Linked DNA regions of Mus musculus: region 1 is linked to region 2. A link is a contact called in public HiChIP or PLAC-seq data. All regions are on one chromosome and are shown on one strand. The core of a region is the stretch at or near the end of the contact, and the rest is flanking DNA. Distances in the headings are between cores, read along the strand shown. Region 1 holds the start of Dbr1 (debranching RNA lariats 1). Region 2 overlaps Pik3cb (phosphatidylinositol-4,5-bisphosphate 3-kinase catalytic subunit beta).

Region 1 (6,007 bases), core at 1,416-3,915, 490 kb before region 2:
GTATTTGACAACACCAGCCAAGCCTGAAAAATTATGCATTTTAGTAAAACGGTTTAAGCAAAAAAGAATCTACTAAGAAAAGAAAAGAAATCTTTTAGAAGCCTGAAATTCTATGCGGTCCTTAAATCATTTGAAAGTATTTGCCATCCCTCTTCACACACTGTTATATGCTGATGATCCACAAGGCAGAGTAGGCCTGGAACCAATCAGACAAGAAACTAAGTGGATTCTAAAAGGATGAAGAGACAGGATGTTAAAAGCAAACAGTGAACTGTGGTACCTAACAGTGCATGGTGATACCTAACAGTGTACTGTGGTACCCAGCTGAACATGCAATTATGTGGGAGAAAGTGAAGGGGAAGGACAATGTCCTGTGATGGCCTTACACAGTGGGAGTCAAGTCAGCAGGTGTAATGTCCAAAGAGCACTGCATTTCTACATTTTCATTTTCAACTCAACTGACAATCCCACCTTGTCTTTTCATTTGTTTGAGACAGGTCTTATGATGCAGTTCTGGATGACCTGGAATTCACTCCATAGACCTGGCTGGCCTCAAAACTCCTAGAGATCAGCCTGCCTCTGCCGCTACAGTGTTGGAATTAAAAACATGCCCAGCCCAAATTCATCTCTTCATAATACTGAGATTGTTGAAAGATGGCAAATCAGTAATGACAGAGAAACAAAATTCCCAAAGTTAAGATTTCATCACTAGAAAAACTTGAACATTATTCTAGAAACAATCACTTATATAAAGAGATAAAAGACCTGCAAACTTTAAAAGATGAAAAACAAAAGGAACACTTCAAGTGATATCATAGTAAATCCAGTCAGCTAAATCCAGAGCCCAGGAAATGCTACAGGGCAATCAACCTCACTGCCTACAACACACAAACCATAGAGGAAACAGAAAACAGAAACAAGGGAAGGAAGGATAAAGAGTCTAAGAGGCAGAGCCCTGAACACCAAATATTTGGATCCTACCTGAGCAAGTCATTTGTAGATCCGGTAACTGAGACATGCAGAGAAATGCGTATGGACAAGGCACGAGAGAAGGACTAACTCACTATAGTTAGGTATAAAATGGCACCAGAACTACGTGTGTCTAAAAAAAATCTATCACTCGAAAGTCATGTACTTAGGGGCTGGAGAGATGGCTCAGAGCACTGGATGCTTTTCCACAGGTCCCGAGTTCAATTCCCAGCACCACATGGTGGCTTCTAACCATCTATAATGGGATCTGGTGCTCTGTAGGCACATATGCACTCAGAACACTGTATACACGGTAGATAAATAAATACATCTTGGGGTAGGGGGAGTCATGTACTTAAAAATCCACAAATGAAATAACCCAGTGGTTAGGATTTGCTTTAAGGCATCCCAGCCATCTCCCTCAGGAAAAGTTTAAACAATACTGGATATTTAAATATGGGAGTAGAACAAAGTAATAGGAGTTGAGGTTAACAAGTAAAGAAATTTATTAAACTACTCGGTATTTTTATGTATGTTTAGCATTTTCCATTATAAAGTTTAATGCAATAAGAAAAAAGCAAAGAGACTACAAAAAAAAAAACTTGTCATCATATTAGCTATTATTTAAACCTCTAGAAGAAAATGGATGTATGTTCATGACTGGCCATTTAATAACTATTTTAACTCAATTCTCATGATTATTTAAGTTAATGGCATTCACCACATGTCTTCTAGAAGCTGCCCAGCTGGTACAGATTCTGACAAGACCAAAAAAAGTGCACATAAACACATACCTAAATAATAAATATTCGGCGCTACCCAGCCACCATAGGGTAACTCTTGCAAATGGTTTGAGGCTTCATGGTTTCCTCCAATGAAGATGGTGAGAACCGGGGCCTTTTTCTCTCCAGAGTAATATCTACAACATAACGGTAATAAAGCTGTCAGGAACCAAACTAAACACAAAAAAGCAAGAGGTCAGAAGGAAAAGGCCGAGCTCAAAAACGATCAAACGGTCCCCACTATCTTCCCATCCCTGCCCTTAAGAATAAATTAAATCTTGAGTGTCGAGCACACATTCATTGAGATCAAGAACTTTGTGAAGTGCAAGTCTGGGCTTCTAGAACCCAGACTAGCACACAGCAGGTCACGGGAAAACCAGATCATTAAATCAACTAACCATCGTGTTCTAGCAAATCCAAAGTATCTAAACCTGCTGGTGTCACCCCGGGTCCCTGGGAAGAAGAGCCAGGTGTGTACAGAGAGGAGGAGGCCAGGGCCATTTCCTAAGCTCCGGGTCCAACAGACATCGCGATCTGCGGCAGCAGGACCTGGAACCCCACGCGAGGACCGGCCGCGCGCCCCTCACCTGTAGAAGGTCTGCATGTGACGGTACTTGGGCGGCACGGCCATGCAGCGCAGGTCGGCCTCGTTGCGCACCGCCTGGAAGTCGCCGCAGCACAGAAGGAGATCCACGGGTCCCGAGCCGCGCCGCTCCGCCAGCGCCAGAGTCTCGTAGATCTTGTCCAGCTCGCCGTGGCAGCAGCCGGCCACGGCCACCCTCATCGTGACGTTGGGCCGCGGAACTCAACAGCAACACCCCGGAGCACCTGCAGCCCGGGTCGCACAGCAAAGAACACCAGGCAGCCGGCCCACCCGGCTCCCGCCAACACCAACCGAGCCGCGGCTGAGTTTCGAGTCCTTTATGTAACTTCCGGCTTCCAAGTCTCGCGAGAGAGGGAACGGGAAGGGCCCGGTCAAGCCGGAGGGGGGAAACTTTGAACTTGTTTAATGGAGACCCTGTCTGTCTTCGTGATCCCTTGCGTGCTAGCAATCTAGTGGGTTACATTGTTTAAAACTAGAAAAAGAAATAAAATCTCCAAGAATAGGGATTGAATTTAGTAAAATCAAGGTAAGCAGCCGGGCGTGGTGGCGCACGCCTTTAATCCCAGCACTTGGGAGGCAGAGGCAGGCGGATTTCTGAGTTCGAGGCCTTCCTGGTCTACAAAGTGAGTTCCAGGACAGCCAAGGCTACAGAGAAACTCTGTCTCGAAAAACCAAAAAAAAAAAATCAAGGTAAGCAAGTGAGCAGGAGCGATTGAGCAATTAATTCCCTAGAGCAAATCTCTCCCTGGCAACGATGATTGCCTTAAAAATGAATTAGAAAGTAAAAAGAGGTTTTAATGATGACATTAAAATTTAAATGCAACGTTGAAGCTTACTGATTATTTTAAAACTATACACCAACCCTCCCGGGGGGAATTTCTAAAATTATTTTTGACTAAGGGGAATGGGTATTTTCCTACCAAATTGTTTGCCTAACTGTAACGCAAGATGAATGAAAGGTTAAATATCTCGAAAACTTCTGGAGAGAAAAGGTGGCGACTAATCAAGGAAGAATGAATGGCAAAGAAGAAAGCCAGTAAAGGAAATCTAATCAAGGGCATACAGTTGTAGCGCCACGAAAGTGTTAGCGATCCCCCAAAACCAGGCAGGAGCCCATCTGATGTAACTCATAGCACGGTCTTTATTCTATCCCAGCTCGCTGTGGCTCGCCACCAACACACAGCACAGTTTTTGGTGTACCCCGAATGTCAGTGGGGACAAGACTTTATAGAAAGCTACAAGCAGAGGGTGGGATGTGGTAGTGGTGGTAGTTAAGCATCTAATTCGAGAGCTACCATGGCCTTTAACACAATTGGCTGGTGCTGGGAGTCATATCATAAACTTAATTTCTGCTTCCCTCTGCATTAGTGGTCGTTAGGCAGGGGGTGGCCTCGTAACCTGGGGGTGCAGATATGTTGGGGTAATAACCTGGGGACGCTGGTCTTGTTGAGGGGTAACTTGGAAACTAGTGTTATGTTGGTTAGTTTGTCTGAGTTCAAACTTTGGCCAGGTTCTCTAAAATGGAGTCTGAACTTACAAGATTTGGCCTCTCAACAGAGAAGTATACATTTAAACAACTGAAAAATTTAATCAGTTAAATACAATCTAGGCTGGGGGCGTGGCAGGGGGAGGGAGGGGATGGTGGCTCTGCCTTTAATCCTTGTATTCCAGAAATAAGCAAGCAGATCCCTGGCCAGTGTGGTCAGCATGGTCTATAAAGTGAATTAAGACAGCTGGGGCTAGCCGGGCGTGGTGGTGCTCGCCTTTAATCCCATTACTCGGGAGTTTGAGGCCAGCCTGGTCTACAAAGTGAGTTCCAGGACAGCCAGGGCTACACAGAGAAATCCTGTCTCGAAAAACAAAACAAACAAAAAAATTTGACAGCTGGGACTGATGCATGGAGAAGCCCTGTCCCATAAAACCAAGAAAGAAAAAAGAAAAAGAAAGAAAGACAAAACCATACAGAGAAATGTCTCAGAAAAGACGATCTAATCAAGGTTATACAATTTTATAAGTCAGACTCTACTCTTTTTTGCGTCTGTTCTGTTTGTTCCTTCCAATTTTCCTTTCCTTTCCTTTTCTCTTCTTTTCTTTGGAGACAGGATCTTTTTATGTATCTCTGATTGGCCTGGAACTATGTAGATCAGACCGGCCTGAACCTGAAGTAGGCTTTCATTTTTAACTTATACAAACTACTTCCTTCTAGATTCTTTACATAGAATTTTTTTTTCATTTTGTGTATATATTCCTTTAGAACCATGCCTCAAAACATTAGATATTCCTTGGCTACTGGTACAAAATGCCAGATTATTATAAAACCCATCTCAGCAAGATTTTCAAATATAAGCTAGATGAGCTTTTAATTTCCTCTAAAGACCTGAGGTACAGGAACGTGCCAACACCAGCACAGCAACTCCTTCCTTCCTCTGGTCATGAAAGGAGCAGGCATGCTGGCTCATTCCAGTTTTCACTGTTTCCTAGAAGGAGACACCACAGTGGTGCCTGTGCCTACATTTATTCAGGTCTCTATTACCTGAGCCCAAGCCCAGTGAAGTAGGTGTCATGTAACACACACATATACACACACACACACACACACACACACACACACACACACACACACACAGAAGGTGTCCTTGTTAAGCTATGTAGTTTGACTCTTTCTCCCTCAGAAAGGCAGTTTCTCCCATTCTCAGCATTTCTTAGTTGCTTTAGGGTGTCTAGGTTTGAAGGATTTTTCCCATGGGATTTTTCTCTTTCATGATAGCATGTCCATTGGCTTTTTGTTTGTTTGTTTGTTTGTTTGGCTGTTTGTTTGGTTGGTTTCTTTGTTGGTTGGTTGGTTTTAGGTTTTGGGTTTTATTAAGACAAGGTTTCCTTGTGTAGCTATGACTGTCTTGGAACTTGGTCTGTAGGACAGGATGGCCTTTAACTCGCAGAGACCTGCACTCCTTTGTCTCAGGAGTGCTGGAATCAAAGTGGTATGCCACCATGGCACAGCAGCACATCCACTGGTGTCATCCGTGTTTGCTCCTTGTTTTGTCAGCCATGTCAACGAGACTTCATTTCTAGGAGACACAGCCTCACTGCAAATTCTCTGGCTCTTCCAATCTTTCCTACTTCTCTTCTGTGGTGACTCCTGAGCCTTAGATGCAGTAGTTAATTTTACTTGTTGTATGTGTGTTGTCTGTCTGACCATCTGTCTCTCTGTCTCTGTATATGTGTGTGTGTGTGTGTGTGTGTGTGTGTGTGTGTGTGTGTGTGTGTGTGAATGTTATGGTTCATGTGTGGAGATCAGAGGACAATTTGGGAGAATTGGTTCTCTCATTCTTTTTTTTTTTTAGAATGGAACTCAAGCTGTTGGCTTGATGAAAAGTGCCTTTACTTTCTGAGCCATCTCACTAGCCTAAATTCTACTTTTAAAAGTATAACTATATCTGTGATAGGTTGTCAACTTGACTTCATCTGGAATTAACTAAAACTCAAAAATGGAGGTGAGGGATTTTTGCTTAATTTGAAGTAGGAAGATCTACTTCTAATCCAGATCTTTGAGGTAGGAAGAGACAGCTTTTTAAAAAGATTTATTTATGGGCTGGTGAGATGGCTCAGTGGGTAAGAGCACCCGACTGCTCTTCCGAAGGTCCAGAGTTCA
Region 2 (6,458 bases), core at 96-2,595:
CACAGGGATGTAATCCTGCTCCAGCCTCCAGCTATTGAGCTACACACGTGAGTTAGCTCTTGTCAGGAGTGTGGAGGGGCCACATATTGAGTGATGTCTGTAAGAAAAGAAAGTTTTGAAGTCAAGTGTGGCAGTATGTTCATGCTCCTAGCAGTGGAGAGGCAGAGGCAAGAGGTCTGGAGTCAACAACCAGGCCAGGCTATTCGATCCCTGTTTCGAGTGTCCAAAGAGAAAACGGGTTGAGATGCATTTAACAGGTAACAGAATTTTATACTGTCTTGTCTGTTAAAGTTGTGGCATGTCCTCTTGTTCAAGAGGGGGCCTAGGATAGGACAGCTTATGTGCACAGCTCTGGGGTAGTGAGCAGTTGAGCTCTAGCTGAGCAGGAAGAAGAAAGCAAAAGTGTCAGGTGAGCAACCTGGAGATCCTTCTCTTCCTCCCAGTCTGTCGTCTTGCACAAGACATCCTCCATCAGGCTAGCACAGAATAAGCTGGATCAAGCTTTGGATCTATAGAAGGAGTTTATTTTCAGGAATTCATGGGATTTATACATATATATTTGTAATCTTAAAAGTAGGAATGGTCACTGTTTGTTTTTTAGTTTATCTTTTGTGGAGCCTCCTGGTTTTATGAAAATAAAACATTAGACTGAAAGACCAGAAGGTCTTTCCTGGGTAAACTGCTGGTGGCGCTCGCCTAGAATCCTGTGCTGCAAAAGGGCCACCTCAGGCGTCCTCTGGACTTAGACCATCCCTGGCTGATTGGCCAGCATGTAACTTGGGCATCAGATAAATAGATTTATATTTGGGTCTTAGAGATACGAGGTGTGTTAAGTTAGCTCTTCTGGTTTTCATGGCCACAACCTGTGAAATGGAACTTGGTCTCTTGAAGACTGTTATTAAGAATAACCACAATGTAAGTATCTCTCTCCATTCCTAGGTAATTGGGTACTCAGTTAACAGTGGCTGTTTTATGTGGGTTTTTGCTGTTGATGGCTTGTTTGATGATAACAATTGGACAGGGTTTCTTGCACCTGCTAGGCAATGATCTGAATTCAATCCTTGGCCCGTAGTCTTCAGAGACAGGGCCTCTTGCTCATACTGAGCTGAGCTACTGTTTTCTTAACACTGACCTCAAGCTTGTGGCCCCTGGGTTTAGTTTCCCAGCAGTACACCACAAAGATGCATCAGCATTGCTGTGCTGTGCTGTGACCTTATAACGTTTTCACTTGTTCTATGTGTAGTTGTGTGCACCAGAGTGTGCTTGTGGAGGTCAGGGAACAACTTTTGGGAGTAGTTTCTCTCCTGCCACCGTAGGTCAGGGCTGAACATGAGTCATCAGACTTGGTGACTTGATGACTTGGTGACTAGTGCCTTTCCCTGCTGAGCCAGCTCACTGACTCCTGTGTTGTAGTTTTACATTTACTTTTATATTACGTGTATGGGGGTTTTGCCCTTGTGGACGTATGTGCACCATGTATATGTAGTGCCTAAAGAGGCCAGAGGTGGTTGCAGGATTCCCTGGAGCATCCAGGGGCTGCTGCCTCTCCAGCTTTCCTGTGTTGTGACTTTAAATGATTATATTCTTGATACTAAGTTGAGTAACATATACCTATACTGTACATTTAGTGTAGTGCTGTTCATATTAATTTTCTTTGTTGATTTAAATGATGCCTGTAAATCTCTACCCTCGCCTCTCCTGCTACTTCAGTACATCCGGAATTGTGTGATGAATAGAACCCTGCCCCACTTCATCCTTGTGGAATGTTGTAAGATCAAGAAAATGTATGAACAAGAAATGATTGCCATAGAGGCTGCCATCAACCGAAACTCATCCAACCTTCCTCTCCCTTTACCACCAAAGAAAACGCGAGTTATTTCTGTAAGTTTCCTGTGTCGGCCTTTGGTAACCCCAAAACCATGTGATTTTCAGTTGTGCTCTCAGTCTCAGACCTGTTTCCTTTACTCACTTCTCCTTCTGTGACAATCAACATCTTTGCCAAAAGCTCATCACCATTTACTTGAAAAATAGCCTTCTCCTGCATGGTATTTTTAGTGCCCTCTCACCAAATACTATCAGGTTAGATATTATACTTAATCAGCTTGAGACACAGGACACAAGATATCTGAATAGGCAGACTATTTCTATGTTGTTTCTTTTTCTCAGCCTTGCTTGTGGCTCTGGTTCCCAACTTGAGGCTTAGAAATCCCCAGCGGTGTATCTCATTTCTTTTCTTTTTCTTTTTGTAAAAGATTTTTATTTATTTTATGTATATGAGTACACTGTCACTGTCTTCAGACACCAGAAGGGGGCATCAGATCTCATTAGGAGTGGTTGTGAGTCATCATGGGTTGCTGGGAATTGAACTCAGGACCTCTGGAAGAGCATTCAGTGCTCTTAACCACTGAGCCAGCTTTCCAGCCCAGCATATTTCATTTCTATCAGCTTAACCTTTTAGGACAGTTTTGGGGTGACTAAGGCAGTTAAAACCAGTGTTCCATTGTGGGTTCAGGCTGGCATGGAACTTGTTTAGACCCAAGGCAATCATGATCATCCTGTCTCAGTTTCCTGTGTTCTGGAATACAGATGGGTTCCAACACGTCCCCCTGCCCTCTGCCTGCCTCTCCCTCACTTCACTTCTTAGCATTAACAGACACAAAAATCAAGTGCTAGTAGTGCTTCATTTGATATTTATGATTTTTGGCAGAGGATGGTTTTTTTTGTGTGTAGCCCTAGCTATCCCAGAACTCACTTTGTTGTAGACCAGACTTTCCTGGAACTTAGAGATCCATCTGTCTCTGCCTCTGGAGTTCTGGGATGAAAGGTGTGCTCCGTTGTTCCTGGAAATACCCCTGATTCTTACTTGTTAGATCAGAGCAGTTTTCACAGCTTGTGCTGTGTGGGAGCTGAGAGACTTGCATGGTTAGTTAGGGTTACCATTGTGATACAGTGCCACAACCAAGAGCAGCTTAAGGAGGAAGGGTTTATATCCTTACATATCCTGAGTCATAGTTCACTGGGGTAGGAACCTGCTGGCAGGAGCTGATGCCATCCATGAAGGGATGCTTACTCCCCATGCCTTGCTCAGCCTACCTTCCTGTAGAATCCATGACCACCAGCCCAGGGGCAGCACTACCCACAATGGCCTGGACCTTTCTACAGCAATCTAGAAAAGCACCACAGGCTACACAGGCCTACAGCCAGATCCTATGGAAACATTTTCCTGACTGAGGTTCCTGCCTCAGATGACTGTAGTTTTGGTCAGGGTGACATGCGTAGCTACCCAGCTGTCATGTCATAGTCATGCCTTCCACTGAAAGTCTCTGTGTTTATTTTGTTCTTTTGCAGCATATCTGGGACAACAACAACCCTTTCCAAATTACCTTGGTTAAAGGAAATAAGCTTAATACAGAAGAAACTGTGAAAGTGAGTACTTTTTTAAAGAGTTGAGTGATCTTGAGTACTTATTTGTATAATTCATGAACTCTGTGCTATCATTTGTAGAGTCTGGCAGCTTGTTATAAAACTATTGAGCATTCTATCTGCCTTGCTTTTTTTTTTTTTAAATGGTTTTTTGAGACAGGGTTTCCCTGCCTCTGCCTCCCAAATGCTGGGATTAAAGGCATGTGCCACCACTGCCCAGCTTTTCTTCCTCTTTTTAAAGACAGTTTTTGTATGTAATCCTGGCTGTTCTCCTAGAGTTTGCTTTTCTTTTTCTTCCCCTCCCCACCCCCCCCCCCCTTTTTGAGACAGGCTCTCATGTAGGTCAGATTGGCCTAAAACTTATTCTTGCAAAAAAGATAACCTTGCTTGGACTCCTAATCTTCTGCCTCCTACTTGCCAGGTACTGGGATTATAGGCATATGGCACCATACCCTGCTTTTATTGTTTCTCCAATTTAAAAAGTATGTCACAGGATAAGAGAGATGGCTCAGTGTCAAAGGACCCAGATTGCAGAGGACCCAGATTCAGCAGCTGACAACCACTTGTAACTCTAGTTCTAGATTACCCAATACACTCTCTGACTTCTGTGGACTCCTGTGTATTCATGGTGTGCTTGAATTCACATAGGCACATACATGAGCATGTGTGAGTTCACACATGTACATGTGTGCATACACACATAACCACCCACATGCACAGAAACAAAAAGTAAAACTTTTGTAAAAAAGTGTCTCATGACTTAGAACACAGCATTGTAAGGATGGAGAGAGAAGATGTTCATTGTCCCTTGTCACCTTCTTGCCATCAGGAGGAAATTTAACTCAAGCCCTGTCACTGTCCTTTGTGTTTAAGCTGATGTAAAAACCATACAGGATGGGCAGCAAGAGTGGGGTGCGTTTGCTTTGTCTCTTGAGTGTTGCTAATGAATAATTTGTTTTATTCACTTTTGAGTACATCTTAGACATTCCTGTGGATTAGCAAATAGTAGAGTTCCTTAAGGATTTCATTCTTAAAAGCAGAAACCAAACATAGTGGTAGAATGTGGTATTATGGGCCTATAATTACAGGAGGACCAAGAATTGAAGGCAGTCTGGAAGGATATGTGGACAGAGTTCGTACAGTCAGATCCTTCAGGAGTTTTCCTTACAGATACAGAATGTACATATGTACAGGTGGGGCTGCACCCTTGCTTCTCCCCTCTGAGGCTACTGTGTGACTTCCAAAACTTTTATCAGTTCTTGATTTTGGTATTGGTTGTTTTCTGCCTCTGTTGGGGGTTGGTCCTGGGCCTTGCACACAGTGAGCAAGCCCCCATCGTTGAGCAGGTCGTTATTTACCGATCATGTGTGTCAGTGCGCTCACACCTGCACCATGGCGTGCGTGTGAAGTCAGAGTGTGGCTTGGTCAGACATTGCTTTTCTCATTCCACCGTGGATCCCGGAGGTCATTGTGCTTAGCCGCAGACACCGCTGCCCGCTGAGCCATCTTGCTGGCCTAGTTCTTTGCTGCTTTTGTGGTTCTTTCTTATTATTTAATAGTGACAGCTCTTTTTCTTTCATTCAGTTTCTTCTTCCAGAAGATTAATCAAGCGTTCAGTGTGTGTTTTATTTTTCTCCGGCACATTATCCATCACTTCTTTGTTAGTGGAAGAATGAGTCCTTAGCATCTTAGGTTCACAGCTTTGTTGTTTTCCATCAGATGGAGATTGGTTGTGGAGAGAAGAAATGACATGCTAATGAATATGTGTTTCCCCACCTACCCCTCTTGTCTGTCTGGTTCTCTTGTCCTCCCATCTCATGACATCATAGAATAAGTTAAAGAGAAGCAATGACATATTTCCTGCAGATGCAGATTGCTAGAAAGGTTAGGTGCTCTAGTTCTGTGTTAATAAAAAGTAAAAAACAAAAAAACAACACTTCGCGCATCTCTCCCAGCCTTTTCTTTTCTGACTCCCTTGGCTGAGATGTGCATTACAAACAGAAGAGACAGGTGCGTGAATGCCCGAGGGTTTCCTGTAACAACGAACGGCTAAGAGAGGATCACTGTGCATGCTTACATGTGACTATTGACATGTATCATAGATACATCAGAACACACAGATGTATTTGGCGACTTACTAGCAAGATCTGTCTTGAATGGTTTTGGAAGTATACAATGGCACGTCAGGATCTGCAAAGTTGACAAGCTGGAGACACAAGGGAGCCAGTGGTTTAGTTCTTGTCTGAGTCAGAAAGGCTGAGAACTGCAATGTTCACGACTCATGAACACGATCGTGTCTGAAGTCTGGCTGAAGACCCCAGAGAGTCAGTGTTTCAGTCCCAGTCGTATGGCATGAGAAGAACATGTGTTTTACAAGTTACAAGACTTAATAGATAGTCTGTAGGTTTTCATTTTTGCTCATGAAAACTACTGGACAACATTTTTTTCTTTTGGAGGCTGGGCCAGGCAGGAGTCTTACACTGTAACACAGGAACTTGCAGAAACCTTCCCACCTCTTACAGCCTCACCATTAATTAGAAGCATGTATTACCTGACTGACTTACTTTCTTACCTGCAGTGCCTCTCATTTGTATCAGGATAGTGTTGGCCCAGATGGGGTGAGAAGGGTTGGGCTGGAGTTCAATGGAATGACTTGTCTGGCGTGTGCAGGTACGAGGATAAGTGGACAGATGGGTGAGTGAGTAGGAATTGATTTGTACATGGGTAGACAATGGTCAGATGCATAAAGTGGAGGGAGAATTCTTCCTTGTCTATTTTCTTTAATTTTGTTGTTTTGTTTGCTTGCTTTTGTTTTTTTAAGTTAGGGTTTCTCTGTGAGCTCTGGCTGTATTAGAACTCCATCCATCTGTTGACCTAGTTGGCTTCAAACTCTGAGATTCTCCTCCCTTTGCCTCTTGAGTATTGGGATTAAAGACATACACCATCATAGCCATAAAATTTTTTAAAAATTTAAATATATGTATGTATGATGTCACATGTGTCCCAGTTCTCTAAGAGTCCAGGGGTTTTGAACC

What was found. HiChIP or PLAC-seq counts read pairs in DNA pulled down with a chosen protein or histone mark.
Region 1: a contact with region 2 is called in an H3K4me3 HiChIP or PLAC-seq map of the SCID.adh cell line, with 12 read pairs. The contact joins the promoter of Dbr1 here to the enhancer-like site in region 2. A contact is called at or near these places in 4 of 39 promoter capture datasets (the 3T3-L1 cell line, the HPC-7 cell line, HPC-7-derived erythroid cells and 1 more), 7 of 115 datasets of contacts at active chromatin or transcription factors (the SCID.adh cell line, T-cell acute lymphoblastic leukemia, bone marrow-derived macrophages and 3 more) and 2 of 9 other capture datasets (adipose tissue and liver).

Annotation. Positions count from the first base shown.
Region 1 is chr9:99,572,457-99,578,463 of GRCm38.p6, reverse strand. Dbr1 (debranching RNA lariats 1) reads right to left here and starts at 2,665. Exons shown (of 8, transcript NM_031403.3): 1 at 2,339-2,665; 2 at 1,764-1,888; 3 at 1-23. The coding sequence starts at 2,535.
Region 2 is chr9:99,085,573-99,092,030 of GRCm38.p6, reverse strand. It overlaps Pik3cb (phosphatidylinositol-4,5-bisphosphate 3-kinase catalytic subunit beta), which reads left to right. Exons shown (of 24, transcript NM_029094.3): 7 at 1,711-1,881; 8 at 3,349-3,426. Among named protein-coding and RNA genes, the nearest start is that of Pik3cb, 51 kb to the left of the region's middle. Within about 2 kb of position 1,345, at least 53 of the 459 cell types and tissues checked have an H3K27ac peak or open chromatin away from gene starts, as enhancers often do. A contact at or near this core is called in the HPC-7 cell line, the SCID.adh cell line and bone marrow-derived macrophages, where this site is marked.